2 separate regions of the Oncorhynchus mykiss genome follow, and region 2 is linked to region 1. A link is a contact called in public Hi-C data. All regions are on one chromosome and are shown on one strand. Each heading gives the region's core, a stretch centred on a gene start, on an enhancer-like site or on the middle of the called end of the contact. The rest is flanking DNA. Distances are from core to core; before and after follow the strand shown. Region 1 holds the start of if6 (Eukaryotic translation initiation factor 6). Region 2 holds the start of LOC110493847 (RNA-binding protein 12).

Region 1 (6,342 bases), core at 3,365-5,864:
TGAGAATTGACAAACAGAAATTCTATCAGCAGCCAGTGCTATGACTGATGTAGCTTTTTTCTCAGAGGTAAAATTTAAGATTAACTTAAGCAAAACATTAGGAAATGTAGCTGGCTACATTTGTTTCTATTGATAAACAAATGGCCATGCATTGTTTTTGCAAAAAACACCTTGCAAGCTCATCTACTGTGGCTGCCAGCCAATAGCTTTCCACTTCTGTCATCTGATAACTTATTCTCCCGGTAAACAAAATAATAATTTAAGGTACCTCCTGGACAGAGCCTATAATAACCGAGTTTCATGTTGTCAGAAGTGATCACTCACCTGTCAATTAGAGAGTCTCTCATTGTGGTAGCGATGGCGCTAGGCTGAGACTCGCTCAGTCTGAACACACTCTCGATGACAGACAGCTCTGTGCTGGTGGTGTCCAGCCCAGTGAAGGCACACCAGTCGTTTACCACCATCCCCGCAGCGATGACCTCGCTACCACGGTTCACCGTTCCTGCCTGTGGAGTACGGAGAGGGAGAGTTAGGCACTAATCACCAACTTGATGCAATGTGCCGTGCCGTGCCCCCCCCCCCGTGCACTTCAGTAGATCTGAGAATAACCAATCAGGGGGCAAGGTAGCTGTATTACTACATTGCTTATATGTATCAGATGTATTTAGATCTACTTAAATATTATGGGACAGGGACTAAGTAGAAATGAGCTTAAGTAGCACCATGAACACTAACCACCAGAGGCACTTGGAGAAGGGAGGAGAGCTCATCCTGGTCTTCTATGGAGGTCTTGGGGTGTACCAGTCCCCCCTGATTGCTGAAGGCACAGTAGCTCCCCACTAGAACTTGCTCTGCTACTGTCTGACGAAACACCTCTACCTTCAGACTGTCTGCCAGGATCTCCTCTGTCTCCTAAACCAAGATGGGAAATGTGTTAACATCCCCTACGTCAGACAATGTCCTAGGGATGGGCATTTGAAATCATTTCAGTTTGAGTAATCATGAAAATGATTATGGACTCTAATGTTAAGGTTTTAAATGTGGCTGGATAAGGCAAAGTTTGCAGTATTCTCCAATGAATGGTTGTTCTGATAAAACTCAATGTAACATTTACAATACAATTTTTTTTGTATAAATTTAACCTGCTAAATATTTGCTTTTGAAAGTGGAGTGCTCATCAAATACAAACAAGGGAAATATACCTTAATTCATCAGAAGTTACATAGCAGCTAGTCAGACTAGTTATCCACTCAACTTTTACTAGTCCAAGACAATATTTAGACATCGTTGCCCCTCACCCTGTCCAGATCAGGATGCACCAGAGCCACATAGTCATTACAGGCAATGACATTCCCCAGTGCTGAGAGTCTCTCCTCTACCCTCTGGATCTTCACTGCGCCTGGGAGACAATTCCTAATGTGCTGCAGCTCTTGGTCCGTGGTGTTGTTGGGCACCAGGAGCCCATGACGATTCCCTGGTGAGCAAAGTTACAAGGTAAAAGTAGTCGTTAATTTATCACAAGTCATTTACCTAAATCATTTATAAAATATCAAGTACAGTATTAATCTATTAAATAAAGCATAATTAACTCTGACGCATACGATCACATATGTGATCATTGTTAAGTGGTCCGGTCCCTGCAGCGTACCATCGCAAATATGTGATTGGAACGTATGAAGCAACATTCGCATCTGAAAAGCATCTGAACAATGTTCTGAGGTCCTCAACAACTTTATTCCTCAATTTCACCTTATTGTAAAAAATGTGAAATTCATCATCCACTCATCACATGGAACCACACACTCTAGGAGCTCAGATGCAATAACTTAACCTAATAACCAAAGTTGAGTCAGACAAGCTATATGAAGACCGCTTGTCTGTCGAAACATTGGTTATTAAATTATTACATCTGAGCACCTAGAGTGTGAGGCTCTTAATTTTTTTAATCACCCCACAGATCATCACCCCAAATACAAGCCTACTGCCGAGCCGTAGCACGAATGATAAAACAGGGATGAAATCATTTCAGGAGGGTTTAAGTACATGGAGGAAGGTATCGTGGGGATGATGCAGGAAATAACTACGATGGGGGGATTTAACAAAAAATGTGGGTCAAAGAAGTTTATACGCTAAAGAAAAGAGGGGTCTGAGCTGGCAACCCTGAGATACCATAGTTGCAATCTGATGTTGCGTTCAAAACTGGGAACTCAAACCGAGCTCCAACTGGGGAAAAAAACGATTTGAGCGGTTATCCAACTCAGGCCTCTTTCTGACCTGAAAATCACTGACATGATTGCACCTCGTATTTTTCAGTTCCCAGTTGTCTTGAACGCACCATAAGTCAGTCAAGTGAACTATCCCTTAAGCTCATTTGGTCTGACAGATGCTTACGTGACAACCAGAACGCATTGTATGATGTCAAACATGGCACCACACAGCTTAGTTTGTCATAGTCAGTACAGCCTTCTAAAAAGTATCACACACACGTGTCTATTACAATCTATACAAGAATTGGAATGCATGATGATTGCATGAAATGCTTGTGCATTTCGCTACACTCGCATTAACATCTGCTAACCATGTGTATGTGACAAATAAAATTTGATTTGATCCATACATATGGTATAAGACAGTAGATAAGACAACACGATATACTGAAAATAAGGCATCTTGATAGGAACACAAGCATAACCATAAGTTATTTGTAAAGAAAACCATGCAGCAGGGGGAAAAGTTTGGAAGGCCTGTTCTGACTAGAGATGTGCAATGTCTTCATACTTGATCCAGGGAAACACTGGGTAAGTGCATGGGCTCTTGTCAAAGAGAGAATTAGTCTCAAACAAATTGTCCGCAACAGTGAAATGGGCTACTTCTTATGTGAATTAATGAGGAAGAACACCTCAACTCAAACCGTTAAAATATTTGAAATTGCCTGCTAATTATCTATAGGCTGTGTGCCTTGTTTTGAGGGCAGCACAGGTTAACCGTCATACTGCGTAACAATCACATTTTGGAACAGTTGAGTGCATTGTCATCACAAGCAGAAAAAAACCTCACGCTTGTGCGACCGTTCCAGATATTTGGAACTCACATGTGAATTAAGTATTCCATTCTCCTGTTGAACTGATGACGTTTCTTTGTGCACTTGCAGAGGATAGCTGTTTGACGTACAACGTTGATCTATTACAGAGCCATACTCACCCACACACATTCTTCCAATTATCCGACATCCTGCTATTGAGGCATGTACAACTGGGATGGTTTCGGACAACTCGCCTTCGAAGACACTAATCATAAATTGCATGTTAACATGACAACACCGCAGATTTTTTTAAATAACAAACACTCCCCAGAGCAGGCTGACATTACTGTATGTAAGCTTTCAATACAACTTTACTTGTCCATTAATGAAAATTACTCATATGCTCTGTTTTCAGGCCCCAATTAGACAGACAGTTAGAAGAATACTGGGTTAGACACAGTGCAGCTATTTATGGGGTTTAAGTGCCTTACTCAAGGGCACAATGGTAGACAATCGCGCCTTCAAAAAATCGTTTCCCGTCAAAAGCATGTGCATAATCCGGAATGCTTTCCCAGTCAGTAGAGGTTAAATGTGTGAACCACTAAAATGAACAAACATTGAAATACAACTTTTCCAGAACTCAACGATCTCCATACTGCATCACCATCTCGGATCACGCGGTAATCCCGCTTGGCAACTACCACCGAGTACCTACTAGGGAGTGAGCTTTGGAAAATGTAGATATAAACGTTTATTTGTAGTGGTTCACATTTTACAACCCGTACTGGGAGGTAAAAGCTTTCCGGATTCGGTGACAGGAAGCTTTTTTCGGAAACACTTATTCATTACATCTTGTAACTGAAACTGTTTAAGAACCAAACCGAGAGGGGCCTATCTGAATCGGTCCAATACAAAACTAGTTTTCGTTGCAAAAACGTTAAAGGCCTGGTAACGGGGTACTGGAATATAGCGTTCCGCGACGGGATACCAACGTAGCTAACGTTCATGGTCAACCGCACGTAGATGCACGTCTCGATAAGAGATCTTACCTGTAGAAGTTCTCTGACCCGCCAATTGCAACTAGGCAGTATGTGTTTGTTAATTTGGCGAAGCAGCCTATTTCGTTGTTCTTCTCGAAAGATGCCCTGACAGCCATGTTGAAGTTTTACAGTTGAGGCAGTACGTTTCTTAAACAAAATACAATGGATGTGAAGATTACGCACTTAACAAGTTACTACTAGTCAAGCCTAGCTATTAGTACTAGCCAAGCGAGCTAGGCATCAGTTAGCCCAGACTGACAAATCTTATAAAATGATGGCTATATCACTACAATGGCACATACAAACATGACAACTACCATGTTTCCTTGCAATATATTACGAAGCGATACATTAGTTTAGCTAGCTAGCCGAGTGGCTAGCTGGAAGTTGCCTCAAATTGAGTAACGTTTGCTAACCAACGTTTTAAGAAAATCCAGTATCACTGGCTAGTACCAATACAAACTATAGCTATATACCTACGTTTAAATAGTCACCAGATCTTTTCGACATATCGGATAACGTAAATAACAAGAACTTTACCTACTTACGTGTGACCACTCCGCAAGCGTGGATCCCTTCCTTTCCCCACACGTGTTCACTTAAACGTCTACGTTTATGTCTTCTTCTATGGCGGTCTGCAAACAAACGTTTAAAGTGCATGCCGCCACCTACTGTCCTGGAATGTACGTTCAATCATGATCAGCCAATTTCTGTACTTTCATGAAAATAAAATTCAAAACCAAATAAATCCCAAACTTTTCCTGGCAAGACTTTCTCAAACTTCTGCATCACTGATAAGCTTTCACTTCTTTAACCCTCTTTACTACTGATCAACCTTTTGGCCTCATTCACTCACTCTCCCTCCAATCACATTTTCTGTAATATCAACTGTGGACATTGATACTGGGACCCCAGTGATGACTCCCCTCAATCTAGCATAAGCACCGGGGACATGGCTTTTAATATTCTTCCCATTAAGCTTTTCCATTTTTAGAAATCTTATCTTGCTGAGCCTGGCTACCACACAATATTAACAATCTACCATTTCCAATGAACCGAGCTCATTTCACTTCACCTACCTCTTTCTCTACTGCATTAGTTAGTCGGATAGGGTGTGGTCTCATCCAACACTATCACCACTTTCCACTCCAAATACTCTTGCTTCCTACTTTGACTTTCTTTACTAGACACTTTCTGTATCATGATCTCTCTTCTTCCTATGTCTTTCCACTACCGAACATTCCGGTCCTTGACCCTCAATTCTATCATTTTGTAATTTTCAAAACATTGTTGCATTTTCCAACATTGTTGCCATTTGTACCTCTGATTTACCTACCCCTTTACCTTTACCGAGCAATGAAGAGTAAATGACTGATTTAGATTTTTTAAATATATTATATGGTAATTATAGGTGTTCTGTCCGGTGTAGGCTATACATCCGGTGTACTATACATTTTATCCATCATGGTGCATCTAGACAAACATAGTTTTTTTTATACATCAATAGCTAGGTTTCCATCCAGTTGGCGACAGACTTTCATACAAATATTTTTTTTAAATCAAATTTTCCCACCACAGATGTGTTTCCATCAAATTAACTTGTTTCAGATAAATCAAATAAAATGTTATTGGTTGCATACACATATTTAGCAGATGTTATTGCGGGTGTAGCAAAATGCTAATTTATATGTTATGTATCACTAGATTTGGTTTATTACAAGATTAAGGGTGTACTGTGCAACTTTCATAAGGTATGGATGCCTTATATGGAATACAGTACAACTAAAGAAAGGAGTGTATTGAAAACATGCCCACATCAGGGGAGATACCCATTTAGGCAATCCCTGGCTGCTCAGTCCTGGCCCTGGCGGACTTCTCTCCTGTGGGTTGTCACTCTGGCCTTGGCCTAACACACCCGAAACCAATAATAAATGCTTCATTAAGATCCTAAAGCTGAGTGGGGTGTGTTGGGTTGGGGTGCTGCAGGGTGGTGGACACCTAGAGACAGTACGGGGCGACCCAGCTGTATTGTGTGCAAGTTAAAACAGCTCTACAGTATTATTAGTCCTATGAGATTAATTATATGGAGGATTTGCTGTTTCTGTGTGTTAATGTATATTTGAGGTGTAAGTCAATCAAATCAATCAAATTTATTCATAAAGCCCTTTTTACATCAGCCGATGTCACAAAGTGCTGTACAGAAACCCAGCCTAAAACCCCAAACGGCAAGCAATGCAGATATAGAAGCACGGTGGCTAGGAAAAACTCCCTAGAAAGGCC
Region 2 (6,331 bases), core at 620-3,119, 200 kb before region 1:
CTTGAATAATGAGTTACTTCATTATAATTTGGTGCTGTGATCAATGCGATCCCAAATGGCCTTATTCACCTAATGAGGTCATATAGGATCTGAGACTTAACCATAAATGCTTAGTTGGAGGAATGGATATTTATAATAAATAATGATCCAAGATGTGGTAACAAACAAGAGGTGTTTCATTGTCAAAAGAGAGTCACCCCAAGATAAAGTTTTATTGGAACTCAGTATTCAAGACCCAGATTGGAAAAAAGCATGGTTAATGCCTTGCATGTTTTGTATACTAAACAAGGCTAGAGAGGTCCATTAGAAGGTGCTACATTATTTACACTGCACAAAACATTAGGAACACCTACTCTTTCCATGGCATAGACTGACCATGTGAAAGCTATGATCCCTTATTGATGTCACCTGTTAAATCCACAGTGTAGATGAAGGGGGAGGACACAGGTTAAAGAAGGGTTTTTAAGTCTTAATAGATTGATATATAGATCTGTTGTATTTGTTTTTAAGGGTAGCACATGCTAAATTAAGCGCACAAACGTTGTGGTACATTAAGGAAATACACAGATGGTTCAAAGGATGCAGTCAGTGATATGGTAGGGTGGGGGCAGGGGTGTATATCCCAGATTTCAATGTAAGAGTGTGTAAGTGGTTAACTGATTGTGTCGGTGTGTCGACAAATCTGTCGTTCTGCCCCTGAACAGTTAACCCACTGTTCCTAGGCCGTCATTGAAAATAAGAATTTGTTCTTAACTGACTTGCCTAGTTAAATAAAGGTAAAATAAAAGTTAAAGGAGAGGTGGGGAGTATGGGATGTAGGAGAGGAAGCTGTGTAGAGTAGACTACGGTTTGGGCACACAGGTTTGAATGCCACATTGGGAGACATGAAACAGGTCTGTGTGAGTGTTTAGTGGAGGAATGGAGAGATTGCGTGAAAGGGTTAGAGAGGCTGGACGGGGTTTGGGTGGTGTAGTGGGGGCAGGAAAGTGTTGTCCAGGGCTCTATTTTACTTTCTTAGAGGAACCGGACTAATGAAGGTAGGCCGTGACTGGCCTCACAATCCAGTACAGTAGTTGGCAGTGTATGCACTTTAAAAGTTGGATGCTGTCCTCCAACCCAATCTAGCAGAAGACCTAGATTGTGTATGTGTGCAATTCAGAGGGTGAATGGGCAAGACAAAATATTTAAGTGTCTTTGAATGGGGTATGGTGGTAGGTGCCAGGCACAACGGTTTGTGTGTCAAGAACTGCTAGATTTTTCACGCTGGACAGTTTACTGTGTGTATCAAGAATGGTCCACCACCCAAAGGACGTCCAGCCAAATTCACACAACTGTGGGAAGCATTGGAGTCAACATGGAATGCTTTCGACACCTTGTTTTAGTCCATGCCCAACGAATTGAGGCGTTTGAGGGCAAAAGTGTAACTCAAAGGTGTAACTCAATATTAGGAAATTGTTCTTAATGTTTTGTACACTCCGTGTATATCCAACAAACGCCTCTATTTAGAAGTTGTTTTTTTTATCAATATAATATCCAAATTCTGGGATATTATATAATACTCAAATAAGTCTTACCTTAAATCTTACCTTGAGCATCACATTTTTTATTTTTAAACATTGATAAGAAGCTAGATTTTATTGTTAATTTCAATACTAAGTAAATTCAAGATATGTACATTTCCCAAGAACCCAGATTTCAAGATTTCAAGAATGTATAGCTTTTAAATTACTTCTGTTACTATGTAATTTGTAGAATATTATAATGCAATATTTTATGTATGATGTGATGTCTTATTTTATTTAAAATTGTGTACGGTGATTTTTGATGTCTTTTTGTCTGAATTGAGTATTGTCTATTGTTACAAAAAAGAAAAACTACACAAGCAGAGAGAGAAGAGCAAGAGAGGAGGACGCACCATAAAATAAAGATCTGTTAACAGATATTTCGGTAAGGACCAAATAAAAACACAGCGGACAAATGCAATTACAGAGATAGTAATAATGAAATGGTTGTTACAGATTCGTGAAAATATACGCCTGCAGTTAGACATTGGGTGAATATAGCGTTAGCTAGAAGGGCTAGCTAGCTACTAGATATTTTTTTGGGGGGGGGGGGCATGTGAGATGTTCGGCCTGCCCAAATGGGGTAACGTTAGCTAGCTATGTGTTTAGCGAACAACAAGCTATATCACTAATGTATTACGTTATGCTTTTCGTGAGCTTTAGAAATGTGGGAACTAGCTAGCTAAACGTTTGATGTTCTCGTGTTTCGCTAGGTAGCTACTAGTCTGAATAAGTACGTTGAAGGGCAATTGTTCTGTCTTTAGCCAATGATGCTAGCTAGCTACCCATCTTGCTAATTAACTAGCTAGCTTCTAGGTCGGAGAAGGGGTTTTCATTGCAGGACCTGCTCTTAATATCAATCCAACTAACGTTAGCTAGCTTGCACGGCGCCCTTTCTCGAGTAATGTGGTACACATTCAAATGTTGAAATGGCTAGATATAATTGGTCTGTGGTCTCTTCCTGTAGCCTTGCAGAATTTGCTGTCTTTTTGCAGCCCTTCACATTTGGAAACCGCTTTAGTACTGTGACAGACTGAGCTTTTAGCTACGTTATTGGCAAATGTGTTTTACAATGAAGTCTCGTTCATGTTGACAGCGTTTTCGTGCCCATGCAATTCATTTGCTATTTCATCAACTTCCCCCAGTATGTGCTATTTGTCGTGACCAGAGATTGGGCAGTCCAGGGGTGTATTCATTACGCCTTGCAGCGGAAACCGTTCACCGTTTAAGAACCAAACGAAAGGGGGAGGGACCTACCTGAATTTGTCCAATAGAAACTCGTTTTCGTTGGAAACGGTTTCTGTTTGGAGGGAACGATTTCTGTTGCAAAAGTTTTACAACGGTATACCCAGCAGGGGTGTAACCATTCGTCCAAACATGGTTGAAATGCACAAATTGAATCATTGAATTTATATTTCATGATTTGAAACTGAATTGAAAATTGCGTTCAGTTTTAAAATGTGATTTCAAATTGAATATTTATATATTCAGTTTGAATATGGTAGATTGCATTCATTGTCTGTATCAAGTTTACAAACTATAATTTAAAGTTGATCAAAGTTTCATAATTTCAGATAAGGAGCATGTATCGAATCAAACGGTCTATGGTAAACAAAAGCTTCTGGTGGTTTCTGAAGCCAATCTGGCATGATGACCACAGGCCTCGCCAGGATATTATAGAAGGGAGTGGCACAAAAAAAAACATGGATAAACTTTTCACTCCATATTTAATCTTGTGACTGACTGGGTTCAAACCAGGTCTCCTGCATGTCACAAGACTGTGTTGACCCACTTGGCTAAAGCCTATAGGGATAACTTCAGGAAGTTAATGTTCTTATTGAGTACCATTTCCCCCCGATTCAGCTCATATCGAGACTCGGAACTCAGGACCTCTGCCTCGCAAACACATGTGACTGCCCTCTTGAGTTCCAACCCCCCGCGCTGTTGAAAAAGTCCTTCAATTGCGCAAGGGGCGACACTTCAGACTGATGAGTGAGTTGTAGATCTGAGTCCAGTGGCACCATTGTATATGAAGATGGCGCCGACAGACATGGCAGCTCTGCTTCTAGCTCCTAAGCAACTTTCCAGTATTTTGTTTTTGTTGTTGTTGTGATTTCTTACATTATTAGCCCAGAACGGTTTTTGTGTTATTACGTACAGCCAGAAATAACTTTTGGATATCAGAGCGGCGGTAACTCACCAACATTACAACCAGAAATATGACTTTCCCAAATTGGATCCTTTGTTCGTACCCTCCAGGGCAACTGAACTTATACCAGAGGCTGCTCCAAGACGCTGCTGGTGGAGAAGAGGTATTCTGAGTGGACTTGTAGTCCGACTCAGAAGGCGTGCACACCATCCGCCACTTCCGGGTATATATTCGCTAATGTGCAGTTCAGCTAATTTTCAAGTAGACAAGCTCAGGGCGAGGATCTCCTTCCAGAGAGACATCCGGATTGCAACATACTGTTTCATAAAATCATGGCGCTCTCCAGATATACTGTCCCCGTTCATACAGCCAGCTGGGTTCTCAATACATCGCTCAGACCGGAATAAAGAATTCTCCGGGAAGAAGAAAGTTGGTGTTTGTTTCATGATTAACAACTCATAATGTGATTGTGATAGCGTACAGGAACTCAAGTACTTTTGTTCCCTCAACCTAGAATGCCTCACGATCAAATGCCGACCATATTACCTCCCAAGAGAATTCTCTTTGGTTATAGTCACAGCCGTGTTTATTCCCCCTCAAGCCGATACCACGATGGCCCTCAAGGAATTACACTGGACTTTGTGCAAACTGGAAACCACCTATCCTGAGGCTGCAGTTATGTAGCTGGGTATTTTAACTAAGCAAATTTGACACATCAAAACATTGCCTTTAGTACTCGCACATCAGACTGGGATATGTTCCGGGTAGCCTATGAGAATAACATTGGCGTATACAGTGACTGAGTTCATCAGGAAGTGTATAGGGGATGTGGTTCCCACTGTGACTATTAAAATCGACCCAAACCAAAAACGGTGGACAGATGACAGCATTTGCACAAAACTTAAAGCGCAAACCACCGCATTTAACCACAGCAAGGTGACTGGGAATATGGTTGAATACAAACTGTAGTTGTGCCCTACGTAAGGCAAGCAAACAGGCAAAATGTCAGTACAGAGACAGTGGAGTAGCAATTCAATGGCTCAGACACGATACGTATATGGCAGATTACTAATGGAAAACCAGCCAAGACACTGACACCGGCATCTTGCTCCCGGAAAAGCTAAACACCTTCGCCCGCTTTGAGGACAACACAGTGCCACCAACACGGCCCACTCCCAAGGACTGTGGGCTCTCGTTCTCCGTGGCCAATGTGAGTAAGACATTTAAGCGTGTTAACCCCCGCAAGGCTACCGGCCCAGACGGCATCCCTAGCCGAGTCCTCAGAGCATGCGCAGACCAGCTGGCAGGAGTGTTTACGGACATTTTCAATCTCTCCCTATCCCAGTCTGCTGTTCCAACTTGCTTAAAGATGTCCACCATTGTTCCTGTACCCAAGAAAGCAAAGGTAACTGAACTAAATGACTATAGCTAAGCCTTTAACACAGTAGTACCCTCCAAGCTCATCTTTAAGCTCGGGGCCCTGGGTCTGAACCCTGCCCTGTGCAACTGGGTCCTGGATTTCCTGATGGGCTGACCCCAGGTGGTGAAGGTAGGAAACAACACCTCCACTGCTAATCCTAAACACAGGGGCCCTACAAGGGTGAGTGCTCAGCCCACTCATGTACCTCCCTGTGTACTCCCACTTAATGATGGGGGCCTACCACGTGTTTAAAGCGCAACTGAAGGCAATAAACAACTTATATCGATGCCACTTATCTGATCGAAAAGTCAAACATTTATTCAGTCTCATCCAAAACAGTTTATTTTTAAAGTGAGTTTGTCATGACTTGAGGGTTTGGTTTTGATTTCAACAAGGTTAACTTGCCCACTAACACGGGATACACACTGCTGCGCACTATCCAATCATACCGCAGAACACATATACAGTGAGACAGACCTGCCCAGCAGTGCAACAGATCAGAGTTTGTTTACATAAGACATGTCACACCTTGGATAGAAGTAAAATTGCGCGACTAAAACTTCCTCTGCAAAAACGTCAACTCAAGAAATCTGAAATTTTTTAAATCTTAGATTGACTATTTTGAGTAAATGATACTGGCATTGTATGGCCTCAAGTTATGCTGAAAACTATGATTTTGATATCTTGGTTGGCCAGTCATTGCATCAATAGCCATCTATGAATTTGAAAGTGGTTACATTTCTCCAGGCCTTTTCCTCAGTTTTTACCCAAAATAGAGGCGAGGTGCCGCTTTGTTATTGTTTCAACTGCGGATTGCCACTTTAAGATGGCTAGGTGGGACAACCACAGTTGATGACCTCACTTATTGTCCATTGTTGCAGATGTGGACCATGTTAGGTGCTTTCACAGGAGTGACCGTTGTCCCCTGTATGTTTTGTGGAAAGATTCCCACACAATTGAGATATTGTAGTGTGCTGAAGCTTTGAGTTCACACACATGCAGGTGGTTGTTTTTTCTCTAGCATTTTCCATACAAAATAAGGAATATGCGAGGCTACATTTTAGTGTAGGCCCAGGCTTAAATCTTTCATGGGGCAGGGTCTGAATACAATCCTCAGTGTGAGACTGATGACGCAGCAGACCTGATTTTAGGTTTGTCCGTAGTATGTTCAGGTATTGGGCTTCAGAGTCTCTTGATAAC

The links. Hi-C and Micro-C count contacts between places; a contact is called where the count stands out from the background.
Region 2: a contact with region 1 is called in a Hi-C map of blood, with 3 times the contacts expected there. The contact joins the promoter of LOC110493847 here to the promoter of if6 in region 1. A contact is called at or near these places in 2 of 3 Hi-C or Micro-C datasets (blood and liver).

What each region holds. Positions count from the first base shown.
Region 1 is chr17:36,669,149-36,675,490 of USDA_OmykA_1.1, reverse strand. if6 (Eukaryotic translation initiation factor 6) reads right to left here and starts at 4,614. Exons shown (of 7, transcript NM_001160592.2): 1 at 4,543-4,614; 2 at 4,072-4,209; 3 at 3,202-3,287; 4 at 1,299-1,474; 5 at 736-912; 6 at 325-506. The coding sequence starts at 4,178.
Region 2 is chr17:36,867,918-36,874,248 of USDA_OmykA_1.1, reverse strand. It overlaps LOC110493847 (RNA-binding protein 12), which reads left to right and starts at 1,869. Exons shown (of 2, transcript XM_021568360.2): 1 at 1,869-1,947. It overlaps cpne1 (copine-3), which reads left to right and starts at 1,864. Exons shown (of 16, transcript XM_021568362.2): 1 at 1,864-1,947.